Linked DNA regions of Rattus norvegicus: region 2 is linked to region 1. A link is a contact called in public Hi-C data. All regions are on one chromosome and are shown on one strand. The core of a region is the stretch at or near the end of the contact, and the rest is flanking DNA. Distances in the headings are between cores, read along the strand shown.

Region 1 (6,627 bases), core at 3,072-5,571:
TGTAAATGCTCCAACTTCTTTCGAACAATGTTGCATTCGATCACTTCAGTTCAGAAATCCACATTGATACTTAAAATATGTTCTTCCTGATTTCAGAGACGTTGCAGCCCCTACTTCATGCACTAAAGAACACAGACTTTGGTTTTTAAAGAGACTTTGGACTCTTCTTCTGTTTCTCCCATAATAGCTGATACATCTCTTGGAGTTTGAATCTTGCAGCCCAGCCACACTCCGTCCTTTTAGTAAACAGACCCCGCTTCTGTGTGAATGGGATGGAAGGATTGGAGGGCTGAAAAGCAGACCCACAGCGGAGGCTACAAAGTCGGCCCATACCCTGAGTGACCAGTCTTAAGCCCTGCATTTCATTTCAGAGTAGTCTCTAAGGAGAACCTGCAGCAAGTGTTTCAAATGGAGGCAAACAGCCTGCTTTTCTTTCTTATTCTTTTTGTTTTGTTTTGCAAACACAGTACATCATCACTGCCAAAAGAAAGTCTGGGTCACAGAAAAGGGCTACGTATGATGGTGTGTGCTTGTACTCTCAGCGTTCCAGGAGTTAGAGGCAGGGCAGTTTTAGATAACGTGAGCCTGCTGCAAACAAACAAACAAGCACTCAGAAACCTCACCCAGAAAACAAGACTCGAGTATCAAGAAAGTCATCTGTAATTCTGTCACTTACCTGTGCCGTCTAAAATCAAACCCACTAGCTACAGAGTTGCTTGTTTATTTCACGTGCACGTGTGTGCATGCTTATGTGTTTGTGGGTGCATGTATGCTCACATGCAGGTGAACATGTGCGTGTGCTTCCTTCCGCATCGCTCCTCAGGCAGTTTATACTGTTGATTTGAGGAAAGGTCTCTCCATGGCTTGGCACTTGTCAGTTCGGCCAGATGACCAGTGAGCCCGAAGGATCCTACCTCTGCCTCCCTAGTGGCCATTCCAGGTTTATAAGTATGTGCCAAAGTGCCAGACGTTGACTTGGGTTCTGATGCCACCTGTGGATCCTCTTTATGCCTTGTGGCAGTCTGAGCTTTTTGCCCAGTCTGCACAAGTCCAAAATCAACACTAGGCAGTGGTGAGTTCAGGTTTTAGGCATAATCCACACTGTGAGAGCTCAGTAGCCACATGTACTTAGTGACTTGTTCTAGGGAGGGTGGATTACAGATTAAGTTCTTTTTGACCAATGCCCGGTAGGAAGCTTGCCTTGCCTTGGTATGGAAGGCCTTCTAGAGCCTTGGGTCTGGATGCACTGAAAATAGCAGACTGTTGCTCTGTGACCTTCTTTTCCTTAGATGGGGGGAATAGTTGTAAAACGTGAGAATTTTCAGATGTACCAAAGTAATTTTCATAGTCACAGGCTCATGGCAACATTTTTCTTTCCTTGGACCCCATACCCACCAAGCCAAGGCCCTTGGGACCAAATTCCAGATCATTTAGTGTGAATCTTTGAAAGGATCGCGTGTAATGATTCAGCACCTTAAACTGCTGAAAATTATCAGATTTTTTTTCACTTGTTTCAAATACGGTTTTCCCAAGTCAGTCCACAAATGTACACACACTGCAGTTGGCTAATGTGTCTCTTAAATGTATAGGTTTTCTCTACATTAAACAATTGTCTGTGTGCAGTTGCTGAACAGCCAGGTCTTCTTGTTTTTGAGACATGGTCTTACGCTAGCCTTGGCAGGCCTGGAACTTGTTGTACAGACCAGCCCGGCCTTGAAATCAGAGATCTGCCCGCCTCTGAATATCATCACTTTAAGGATGGCACTGTGCTTGCTTAAGCAGCTCACTGGTGATTACTTCATAGCAATCTTTTTGCTCTCAGAGGTCGAGCTCCAAGAGATGGAGCTTCAGGAGCCAGGACCTTAGTCACACAGGCCATAGGTAGCTTAAGCTGCCAGCTCGCTCTGAGCTGAGCACGGTGCTGCTTCAGCTTGCCAAGTTGCTGTGATCTCAGGCTCCCACGTTTTTATCTGTTAGGGCTAAGTATTTTGGTATATTGTTATTTCTTCAGGACAAGGATAAATTCTTAGACGTGAAATGCTGGTTTGATAGGTAAGAATTCTGAAGCTTTCTCAGTGGATCAGATGCTGTGTTCAGTATTGGAAATATTTTTGATGAAAAAAAAAATAGAAAATATCCACCGTTCTCTTGGAGTCTATTCAACAAGGAAACACGGACTAGGTGGTATATAGGCGGATGTCATAGAATCACTAGGGATGGTTCAAGCCCCCACACTATATGGGAAGGAGTTTAGAGGTCATGAGCCATGGTCTGAAGTAGATACGGAAAGCATGCCACAGGAAAAAAACCTGATACCTGGTCAGGAATGATATACTTTGGCCAAAGTTAAACTTATTCCTAAATGGTACACATCAGGATTTTGTCTACATAGCCATATTGTGATACACCCAAGTATGTGGATTTTAAGCTGAGAAAAGGTCACCTACCCGCACCTGAGTTTTCACTTGCTGATTTCCCCGTGAGAATACATGCCAGACAAGAGCAGGGCCTCTCTTTCTTCACTATGTCCTGGGTATCCTTGTGCTTGGGATCAGTAGGTGCTCCTGGTCAGCTTAGTACTCAGGGGCTGCCACGAACCCACCGCTGCAGTTTCCGTAGTGGTATACTTAAGCCACAACATTAAATTTCCCCACGGGCAGCGAATAAGGCAAGGTAAGCTACAACTTAGGGTTAAATTCTGGAAATAAAAATGCTGGTTTGGTCGAGGTTTATTCTTTATATCAGGCATCAGGCAGATTATTTTGAGAATTATTTGAGTATTTTCTTGACCTTGGTTTAAGTTGCTTTATTTCTTTGGCATGAATTAAAGGGCTAAATGTCTGAAAATAAGTCATTAGTTGAAAAATTGTTGAATAATGAGAGAGAGAGAGAGAGAAACAGAGACAGATCACTTGATCGATGTTATGGGTGGGGACTAAAAGGTACAAGTTGCAGAATTATTTAGAGATTTGGGGTAGTATTTATAAACACCTCAGAAAAGTTGCGGTTACTAATTTTTTTTTATAGCTATTGGATATTTACACTTATTTTGGTAAGTTTAATGTCTCCTGGATTTAAGTTATTCAATGTCAGGCACCTTATTGTCTTTCCTATCTGCGATGGTGATGTTGCCTTTCTTTTACATCTGGGCATAATTGTTCTCAGAGTAAGCACGTAACCACTGGGTGTGTAATAGTTGGCAGCGGTAGAGCTGGCCTGGACTTCCTGTCCCATGTGTCCATGGAAAATACAACTCAGAACTTGAATTACTCACTGAATATGAGTTGTGCTTTGGAAATCACATGCTTTGGCCTGTTGCAAATATCTGCATATCATGGAATTGTAAGGATCAGATGACTTTACCAACTGTGATCATTCTGCCCTCTTGGGGTCCCCCTGCCGGTGGTGAGTAGTATGTGTTGAACCCGCCGGGCCTGTTTCAGAGGTTGGCTGCTTTTCAGATTTGTTGTTCCCGTGGAAAAGGACAGAGTTGGAAGCACGTGATGCTGGGGCAGGTGAATGCCATCCTCGGGGGCAAGGCTAGCCCGTTGTATACTCGGGAACATTTGAGCATTCTTACCTCCACCGCTTTGAAGCATGCAGACCAATTTCCTTCAGAACTTTTGTTATATCGCCAAGTCTTAAAAACCTGAAGTTAATGAATTTTTGTCTGCCTGGCATTGTTGACTGATGATGGTTAAATGGCTGCAGGCTAGTGCTTTGTTAAGTCACTTCAGTATGCCCCAGTTAAGATTTTTCAAAACTTTCTGGGACATCTCATGTTTTCCCTCAAGTCTTGCAAGCCAATTAAACAATTTTGGTGTTTCTTGGGAGCTCTCTGCAGGGACTACAGTTTTGGACAGTAAAGTCCCCCTGCTGGCCATGGATATTCTCCGGGTTATCCCAGAGGTGTGAAGGGAGATGGGGAAAGCCATTTTCATTTGGGGTGTTAATAAACCTATGTGTGAAACAAGAAGGACCTTCTGGTTTAAATGTTTCAACTCTAGGTAGTTTCCTAACTAGTGGAGAGGGAGGGAGAAGGTCAGGGAGAAGGAGAGGAAGAGGGAGGAGAGAGAGAAGACAAATGTGGAGACAGAAAAGGTAGCTTTATCTACATAAGTCTTATATTGAAGCGTTTGTTATTTCAAGACCAAGATTCCCCCTCTAGCAGGCCGACCCAGTCTAGGGTCTGGTGTCAGCCTCTCAAGTCTGGCAGCCAAAATCTGCAAAGGAGAGCTGGCGTCTAACCCGTCGGAACCTAGGACCTAGCGGCTGCGATGGCCCCGCCCTTTAGGTGTCCACGGTCACGATTGGCTCCCGGCAGCGCGGTCCCGCCCCCGCTATGGCCGCCGCCCGCTGCCGGGCTCCGGGCCCTGGAGTGCTGCTTTGAGTGGGCCCGGCTGCTGGGCCGCCGGCTCCGGCGCATGGACCTCCTCCGAGGCGGGGCCGCGTGCGCTCGGGCCATGGCGCGCCTGGGCGCGGTGCGCTCGCACTACTGCGCACTGCTGCTGGCCGCGGCGCTGGCAGTGTGCGCCTTCTACTACCTGGGCTCGGGCCGGGAGACCTTCTCCAGCGCCACCAAGAGGCTGAAGGAGGCCCGCGCCGGGGCCGCCGCGCCCACGCCGCCCGTGCCCGAGCTGGCCCGGGGCTCCGCGGCGCCGGCCTCCGGTGCCAAGGCCAAGAACCTGGAGGGCGGCTTGGCGGTCCCGGTGGACTACCACCTGCTCATGATGTTCACCAAGGCGGAGCACAACGCGGCGCTGCAGGCCAAGGCTCGAGTGGCGCTGCGCTCCCTGCTGCGCCTCGCCAAGTTCGAGCCGCACGAGGTGCTTAACCTCCACTTCGTGAGCGAAGAGGCCAGCCGCGAGGTGGCCAAGGCCCTGCTGCGGGAGCTCCTGCCGCCCGCCGCCGGTTTCAAGTGCAAGGTGAGAGGTGGATGGCCCACGTCTGTTCTCTGAGCTGTCACTGGTAGCTCCAGTGAGCGGTGTTCGATTCCTGTGCCTGTAGCCTGTCTAATATCCTCTACCCTGTCCTGCACATGCTTGTCCAGCGTCCTGGAGATCTGGTCTGGGGGCGTGTCCTAGAGTCAGACTAACTGGGATGGATCGGCAGCGTTAACTAGTCCCTCTCCCGCTTCATCCGGCACCGTTTCCTGAAAGATCAGCCCGCCCTATTTTGCTAGTTTCCCAGAGTTCATTCATAAGAAGTGCCTTTACAGTCTACACTCCTCATATTCTTTGACTTCTGAGAATGGAATTGTCCCTTTTGAAGGCACACAATAGTCATCACTCTGAGCTGTCTTCTAGTCAGGATCTTGGGGAGGCCTCTAGAAGTATCAGGGTTAAACTGGAATTCCTCAGTAGTATTCTGGGGGCGGGGGGGGGGGAGGATCTCATGTCCTCTCTGTGTCCTTTTCCCTCTTGCCCTTAAGAACGTGAACCAGTTAGATAAGCCACAAGTTCCTCCTCCAGAGGAAAAGCTCCAAGGGATACAGATTTGAACCCACCAGCCTGACTTCCCAGCAGCTCCCACCTCTTCTGGCCTCTGATTTATCACCTGCCTCTGTTTGTCCAGGATTGGGTTCTTGACCTACGAGCTTGTTACTCTCATCAACTTGCTTGCCCTATCTATTTTGATGCATTGGTTGTCCGGAGGGGGTTCAGAGTCTGATTATTGGGAAAGAGGGGCCGATGGTCTTTAAGGATGGAATCTGATGTTGGTGGAAGATATTGAATCAAGAGCAGAATTCCTTGTCCCTGTACCTAGCTTGGTGCCAGGGACCATGCTGTGTTCAGGGGTCCAAGGCAGTTTTGTGTTGACTAGAGTGATGTCCCTGTTGCTTGGTAGAGCTCTTCCTTGACTCTCCTTCCTGGACTCATGGCTATGCCCTCAGTTTCTTTTGTTTTTTGGGCTTGCTATCCAGACCACACTGGCCTTGACCAGTCTTTTTCTGCCTTTGTCTCCGAGTGTTGGATCACAGGTATGCATAGCCCTGATTGGATTGACTATTATTATTATTTTAAAAGGATCTCACTCTGTAGTCTAAACTAACCTGGGAACTCATTGTGTAGCTCAGGCTGGCTTCGAACTTGTGCCAGCGCTCCTGAGTGCTCCACTCTTTGTGCGCCACCACACCTGGCTCCCAGACTATATCGAGTACGTCCTTATGTTCGGGAACCTTCCAAGCCTGACCCACCGTAGCCTGAAGGACCTTTCCATTCCTGCTCCCCTCATAGCACTGAAGATAGGACAACCGCTATGGTCAGGAAAGGGTACCTGGACTGGAATTTCACCCTGTAGGATCTAGAAGTGTCTTTCACCAGGGGTTTGTTCCAGAGCCTATCCTGCTTTGCTTATCTGCAGTCTCCAGAGGTAACTCAGCCTGTCCCTGTTTGATCCCAGCATTCTAACATTGGAGAAACCTTACTATTCCAGGGAGAAGACATAGGGCCAGTCTAGGCAGGTCTTGGGTTTCACCAGGTCACCTTGAAGACCAGCATGCTCTGCTGCAGCAGGGAGAGCAGCTGGGGCCTGCTCTGCATTTCCAGATTCCTGCCCTTCATCAGGTATGCACACTGTAGCCTAGCCTGTGTGCCTAACTAAGCTCATGTCATTCCCTGTGTTGGA
Region 2 (6,627 bases), core at 1,599-4,098, 470 kb after region 1:
TTCCTTTTGTGTGTGTGTGTGTGTCTTAGATATTAGATTTCTTTAACTGTAAACAAAACACAACTTTCATACCCCGCCCTCCGCCCCCCATAAAAGAGTTATCTGAGAAATTTGGCATACTTTCAAGAGTTTGAGTCTGAGGTAAACAGCCCAAGCTCTCATATCCAAAAGAACTGGGGGCAGGTAAGCGGCATTAAAGCCTCAACATTATGAAAGTGACTTTGTTAATGAGATATTGAAGACAGAGAGAGGCCTTCCAGTCAGGGGGTCTGGAGAGGAAGTTAACCCCTCCTTCCCAAGCCCCAGCTGCCTCACAAACAGGAAACCGGCTGCTGGGCACCTCCAGCCCGCCCTTGGCCTTTTCCAGCTTCAGCCCGCTTTCCCTCACCCACCCTGGAAAGCCTATCTCTTTCCTTTGTAGTGCTTCTTCCCCGCCCCCCATCTCCCGGCTCACAACCTGAGCCACCTCAGAGCCAAAAGCGCTGGGGTAACTGGAGAGAGAATAGCTCTCCAGGAAACTCCAAACCCAGGGCCTCAAGTGCATCATTTTCCCTTTCCTGGAGTTTAAGGGGAATAGAACTACTGTTGGGGAACCACTGTGTGTATGTGGAGGGCTGGGGGGAGTGAGCGCACGGAGAAGTCTTCTGGTAGCTTAGCTTGAGTAGGGCTCATCTAGGCTGGTGCTGTCAGCAGGGCCGGATGGGTTGCCAGGGCTGGCCGAGGTGGCGTCCAGGCCTCCACCCTCGATGGAGCTCTCGCTGCCTGTGCTCTCGCCCGACAACAGGCGTGTCACCCTTAAGTCGGACTCCAGGGTGCTCACGTCATTGCCAAAGCTAAGGTCACCCAGGTCACTAATAAGCTGTGACAGTTGGGCCTTCATGTCTGAAGCACAGCCTGACAGAGGAAGTGGTGTCCCGGAGCTGGGGCCCAGAGAGACCCCACCGTCCCCCAACGCCTCCTCGTGGCCATTTTCCAGCGGGTCCAGCAAGTCCTCACATTCCAACTGCATGGCCACCACCAGCGCCCTCTGCGTCTCAGCCTCTTCCTCTGCTGGATCCCCATCCCCCACGCGGTCCTCTTCTTCTTCCTCCTCCTCCTCCTCCTCCTCCAGGCAGCCCTCGAGGTGCTCCTCTTCTTCTTCTTCCTGCAGCTCCTCCTCCTGCTGTTCCCCAAGCAGGTCCTCGGTGATGGAGCCCAGCTTGGGAGCGCTGCGGCTACGCTCCACTGGCGGCTTGTAGCAGCAAGGTCCGTGCAAGAGCAGCTTGCGCAGCGGCACTAAGGGGATGGTGTGTGCGCCCACCAACTCCTGCTGCTGGTGACGTGCATCATCCCGCCGCTTGAGACGTTTAAACTCTGCCAGAGCGTTGGCTGACGTCTGGTAGAGCAGCAGGGCCATGGCCTGAGCCTTCTCCGGCTTGGACACCAGCACCGCGTGGCAGCGTAGCATTACCGCCTTGTGCTTCAGCTCATGCCGGTACACCCAGGCGAAGACTTTGGGCAACCGCGCGTCTGCCACACAGTAGGTGACGCGGTGCAGCAGGTAGAGGTGTCCGGGACGTCGCAGCGCTCGTTCCTCGGCATGCACCATGCGGATGCCTTGCGCACTCACGGTCAGCTTCATCTTAGTCCCTTGACGGCCGGCCTCACTCTTGCTCCAGATCTTGCCCACCGCTAGGTCAGTACAACCGTCCCCGCGAGCCTGGATGGTGGTGGCATTCCCCAGGTAGAGCACAGTGTAAGTGGGGTCCTCGCTGGTGATGTGCAGCTTCTTGCGCTTGGAGCGGAACATGCTGCCCACCCGGCTGAGCGCGCCTTCCGGGCAGGCTCTCGCCAGGGAGCTGAGCGCGGAGTAGTGCAGGCTCACAGCGTAGCCCTTAGGCTTGGACGCCTGCCGCGGCGGCGCCTCGGCCAGCAGCTCGAACTTGTGCTTCTTCCACGGCAGCATCTCCGGAGGACGTCCGGGAGTGGCTGGGCGGCGGTGGCCGAGCGCGGGGTACGAGCCCCGCAGGGCCACCAACCCAGGCGTCGCTTTGCCCGGGCAAGCTCGAAAAATAAAACTCGAGCTGGGAGGACCTCCAGGACAGGAAGATGGAGGCAGGAGAGGCCAGATAGTGCTTGGGAACCCCGCAGGGGCTGGGGTACAATCTTAGAAAGAAAGAAAAAAAAATATTCAGCTTCGAGTGTGCAAAAGAGAGGCGTATACACACAAGGGGAGGGGGAGTGAGAGAAAATATTACAGAAGCTTAGATGAGGAAGACTAGGACAAAAGTCTCATACAAGCAACGAAATAAGAGAGCAGAACGGAAAATATGTTAGAAAAAGACCAAATGAGTGCGTGCAAATAAATAGAGGGGGAGGGCTCGGCCAAAACAACCGGGATGGTGAGAGAATAAGCTGGAACTCTTCTTCAGCGAACGTGACACACACACAAGTCTTGGGCCAGGGCCAGGAGCCGCGGAAACTACAGCAGTGCGCCCAGGGGCCGGTGCTCCCCACCCCCAGTGGGTGCCGGAGAGGGCGAGCCCCTTGGCTGGGCTGGTCCGGGAATGAGCAGCTTGCCCCAAGTGCGGTCCGAGAGGTCTGGCTGGCCGCGGCGGGCCAAGCACAGCAGTCCCGCAGCTCACTGCATCCTCGATCCGAGGGGACGCCGGAGACTCGCGCTCCGCCGGCTCGGCCAGGGTAGCGCGGGGTTCCGAGGGCAGGACGCGCACATCGTCCGCTCCGGGGACTGCCGCTACCTCATTGCTTCCCTCCGGGGGTGTCCGGCTCCGCTTCGGGGTTCTCCGCGATCTGCAGCGCGCCCTCTGTGGTCGTGCGCGCGGTAGCCGACTCGCTCGCCTCACATCATTGCTGTCCGAGAGGAAGATCTCGGGTTAATATAGGCCGGCGCGAACCATTCACCGCGCGGACAGGGGAGGAGCACAGGAGAGGATCCCTTTAGGGCTGCGACGCCGGACGCAATTCTGGTCTCTTAAAGGGACCAGGTTGCAGGCACTGGTCAAATGAGGGGAGGACTAGTCCACTTAGGCAACCACGTCCCAGATTTACCAGCATCCCCTTTAGCTATAGAAACCAAAAAGACCCGGAGTTACCCGATAGCAAGAGGAACTTAAACTTGGACACTCCGCCCTAGGCTAAATTGCAACTGGCTGAATAAGTGTGTATGTCTAGATCGAAACTACTGGAGGAGGGGTGGAAGTTGAGATTGAAGACTGGGAGAAATTGTATTTTTGTTGTCGTCATCGTCGTCGTTGTTGTAGTTCTGTTCCTTCTGTGACAACTTCAAGAGAATTTGCAGGTTTGTTTACTATTATTCTTCAATAATCATCTATTAAACAAAATACAAAAGAAAGAAAAGAAAGGAAGGAAGGAAGAAAGAAAAGAAAGGAAAAGAGAAGAAAAGAAAAGAAAAGACGAGAAAAGAAAAGAAAATATAGGAGAGTCAAAGACTTATCTGTTAACTCTCTTGGTGCCATTTCTCCGCCGGTGAACAGCAGGTAGCGAAAAGCTCGTGGTTTAGATGACTGCCTTGAACAGTATTGAACACAGTAGTGAATGATCCCTAAGTTACTTGCTTCCAGTTTCCACCCCGTCCCAATAACACCCTCTCCTGCCACAGACCCTCAGAGTAAGACGCTTTTTTGAGACATGAGAAGTTTCTAGGTAAGGCTGTGCTGCTGTATGTAGGCCTACCTTCTTGACACTCAGGGGCCAATCAGTAAAAGCAAAATGACTTCTAGTTGATAGATGAGACATTTGAGTGAACAGAAATATTTTTTTTTTGGCTGGGTTAACTTCAGCCAAAAATAAAACGAAATAAAATTTAAAAAGTAAATAAAAAACAAAACCTCAAAGTCCTATGAGAATCTGGGAGAAGAGAGAAGAGAGTTCACTGTGACTAAGAAAATTAAAAAGGATTCAGGGAGCGGGTGATGTTTGACAGATGACTTCTCCCAACAGGAGGAGGATTGGAGGGTTTATGAGAGTAGAAGATGATGAAATTCCAGGGTTAAAATGTAGACTCCTGGGCTGGAGAGATGGCTCAGTGGTTAAGAGCCATCTATAATGGGACCCAGTGCCTTCTTCTGGTGTGTCGGAAGAGAGGGACAGTGTACTTGTATAAATAAAATAAATAAACCTTTAAAAAAATATATATAGACACTTGTCTAAGATGGGACAGAGTAAGTGACAAAAAATAAGAAATATTTCCCCATCAAAAAAGTGTCCTATAATGGATTTAAATCCCTCTCACTCTCTGAAGGAAGGAGTGGTCTTTTCCTGACTGGCTGTAAACTAGGGTCCTAGTGGCCTACTTGCCAGCTGTGTGGTTGGGTTAGTTGGGGGCAGGGGGGTACCAGGCACCATGATGGAACAAACCAGAATTACAGTAATCCATCATGCTAACACTGATGTTTCTTTTCTGCCAAAGGGACTGCAATGTTGTGCTTATTAGTGTGTGCACACAATATAAATTATGGTGCAATGCCAATAATGACAACTTGCCATCTAAAGGACAAAATATTCTGGGGGAAGCCTACCAGCTCAGCCTCGGCTGAGTCATCCTTTCCCACTCCATAATCTCAAACTCTAAGTTCTAAGTAGATCCCATATTCAAGAAGTTAACATATCTAAGTGGCCAGGATGTCTGAGGGCTCCAAAGGGCTTTGGGGAGCAAGAAGAGGATGAAAGCTGGTCTCACCTCCACTGGAGGCATGATCATGGACTACACCCAGTGACAGAGAAACCAGAGAGAAACAGCGATGAAGAAGCCATCAACCACAGCTCTTCGGTGGCAGCGGGAATACGAGTCTCAGATGTACAGGCTGTGTCACGCCTAACTACCTGTTTAATGAGCTTGTTTCAGTCTTGGAAGAACTGAAAGGTTCTAGGTGAATGGGAACACCCCATATGTGAGTCATGTCCTGGGCTTGTGCTCTAAACCCAGGAAGGAAAACTTGCTATCTCTTCCAGGCCTGGACCTTGGGGTCTATCTACCTTGCCTTCTGGAGAACCTGGCCACCCTTGCCGAACTCTGAGGTCGCAGTTCCTCGTGGGAAGGAGGAGCTGGCGACGGGCAGTTCAGAGAGAGAACGTCTCAGCAGAGACCATTGAGAAACTGGTTAGACGCTGTGGCTGTACTTTTGATGACACTACTCCATCTACTGGTGGCAGACGAAAGTGCCACTTGGTGAGGTTGTTTCTCAAAAAACTGGACAAGCCAGTGATCAGTACAAGTCACAGCTGAAAAGAAACACCGCCGGCCCGAATGCCAGCCTCTCATTTGGCGCCTGAGAACCAGCCTCCTCGAGGGCTTTTGGACTGGCTTTCTGTCACTGTGTGTTTTGCATAGTGCTCCTCCTCCCCTGATGTCCCACTAACTGGACATGGACTTCAAGGTGACAGTGGTGAGTCTGGAACTTTCTAGTCCTTTGGAAAACATTTGTTGAGAGTCTGCTGTGGGGATGACGTTGCTGGAGACCGAGCATTGTGGCTGGGGGTGTTTGCTTTCTTAGGAGTCATACCCAAGGAATAAAATGCCCCATAGTGTGAAGTCCCTGGTGAACAGGAGGCAGTATTAGGAGTGAAAGCGGCGCTTTCAAAGCCGGAAGGTGTTTCTCCGGGATAGCCTTGAACACTGAGCATCCGAGGGAGCTGGCACTCAAAGAGATGCTTGCACCAGCCAGTAAAGTTGGCGTGCGTGGCTCTGGAGCACCCAGGAGATGGCTGGCTCACGTTGAGGTATACCAGAAGCTTGCTTTGGATGACTTGATAAGACAAAGGGGTTGTAATAATTTTATGTAAATTTCATGCTGAATAACAATATTTAGGCCACAGGGAGGTAGATGGAAGGCATTGCATTGAAATTAGTTCCTCCTGTTCCCCTCCTTCTTTAATGCGGCTGTAGGATCACCCATGCAGGCAGTGTTGTCCTAAACAAAAGCCACAGCTAGTGTAAAGGCCTTTAGGTTTTGTGACAAGCTAAATGGACTCAGGGATTTTCAAGCCTCTTCGTCTGCTCCGTGACTTAACTAGCATCTTACTATCCTAGCCCCTCTGCCCTTGACTCCTGTCTTCAACCTCCTCAGCTTTGCCAGCACCTGCACTAGCATCAGTGAGAAGCCTCGAGGCCCTCAGAGGGGGTTCCCACGGTTGGTGTGGGACTCCAGCTAATTTCCACCAAACAGTATTGCTACGAAAGCTCAAGGCTGGCCTTGAGCTTTCTCTTGATCCTTTTCCAGCCTTGTGTCTCAGCACGTGATTTCTCTGTCGTGTGTGGGCTCCCATATACACCATCTGCCGAGATACCACGCAGCCCAGCCAGTGCTCTGTCATTTAGATTTTAGACTTCCTAAACTGTAGACTTGATAGACTGGTTTTCTTGCTAAGTGGCTAGCTTCGTGTGTTTTGTTATATATGGCGATGGGAACCAGATTGATATAGCCAATCTTCTTGGAAGATGTCCCTGCACCGAGAGTTGTCTCTGTAGTGACAAGCAGAGCTGAACTGACACCTCCCCCAACAGAAGTGAGGCCTATAGAGAGACCTTGACTTGTGTCCCAACCAAACTCACAGCGAACGGCATGTTCACACACATGCCCACCTCTCCCCCATAGCTCACAAGTCTCT

The links. A called contact is a pair of places that touch in the nucleus more often than the background predicts.
Region 2: a Hi-C map of liver shows a contact between it and region 1, with 4 times the contacts expected there. The contact joins the promoter of Fam43a here to the promoter of Xxylt1 in region 1. A contact is called at or near these places in 12 of 12 Hi-C or Micro-C datasets (the A7r5 cell line, the Rat2 cell line, Schwann cells and 7 more) and 1 of 1 datasets of contacts at active chromatin or transcription factors (oligodendrocytes).

The regions. Positions count from the first base shown.
Region 1 is chr11:83,159,111-83,165,737 of GRCr8, forward strand. Xxylt1 (xyloside xylosyltransferase 1) reads left to right here and starts at 4,322. Exons shown (of 4, transcript XM_344027.10): 1 at 4,322-4,925. The coding sequence starts at 4,425.
Region 2 is chr11:83,633,465-83,640,091 of GRCr8, forward strand. It overlaps Fam43a (family with sequence similarity 43, member A), which reads right to left and starts at 2,849. Exons shown (of 1, transcript NM_001039002.2): 1 at 1-2,849. The coding sequence starts at 1,945. The coding sequence ends at 653.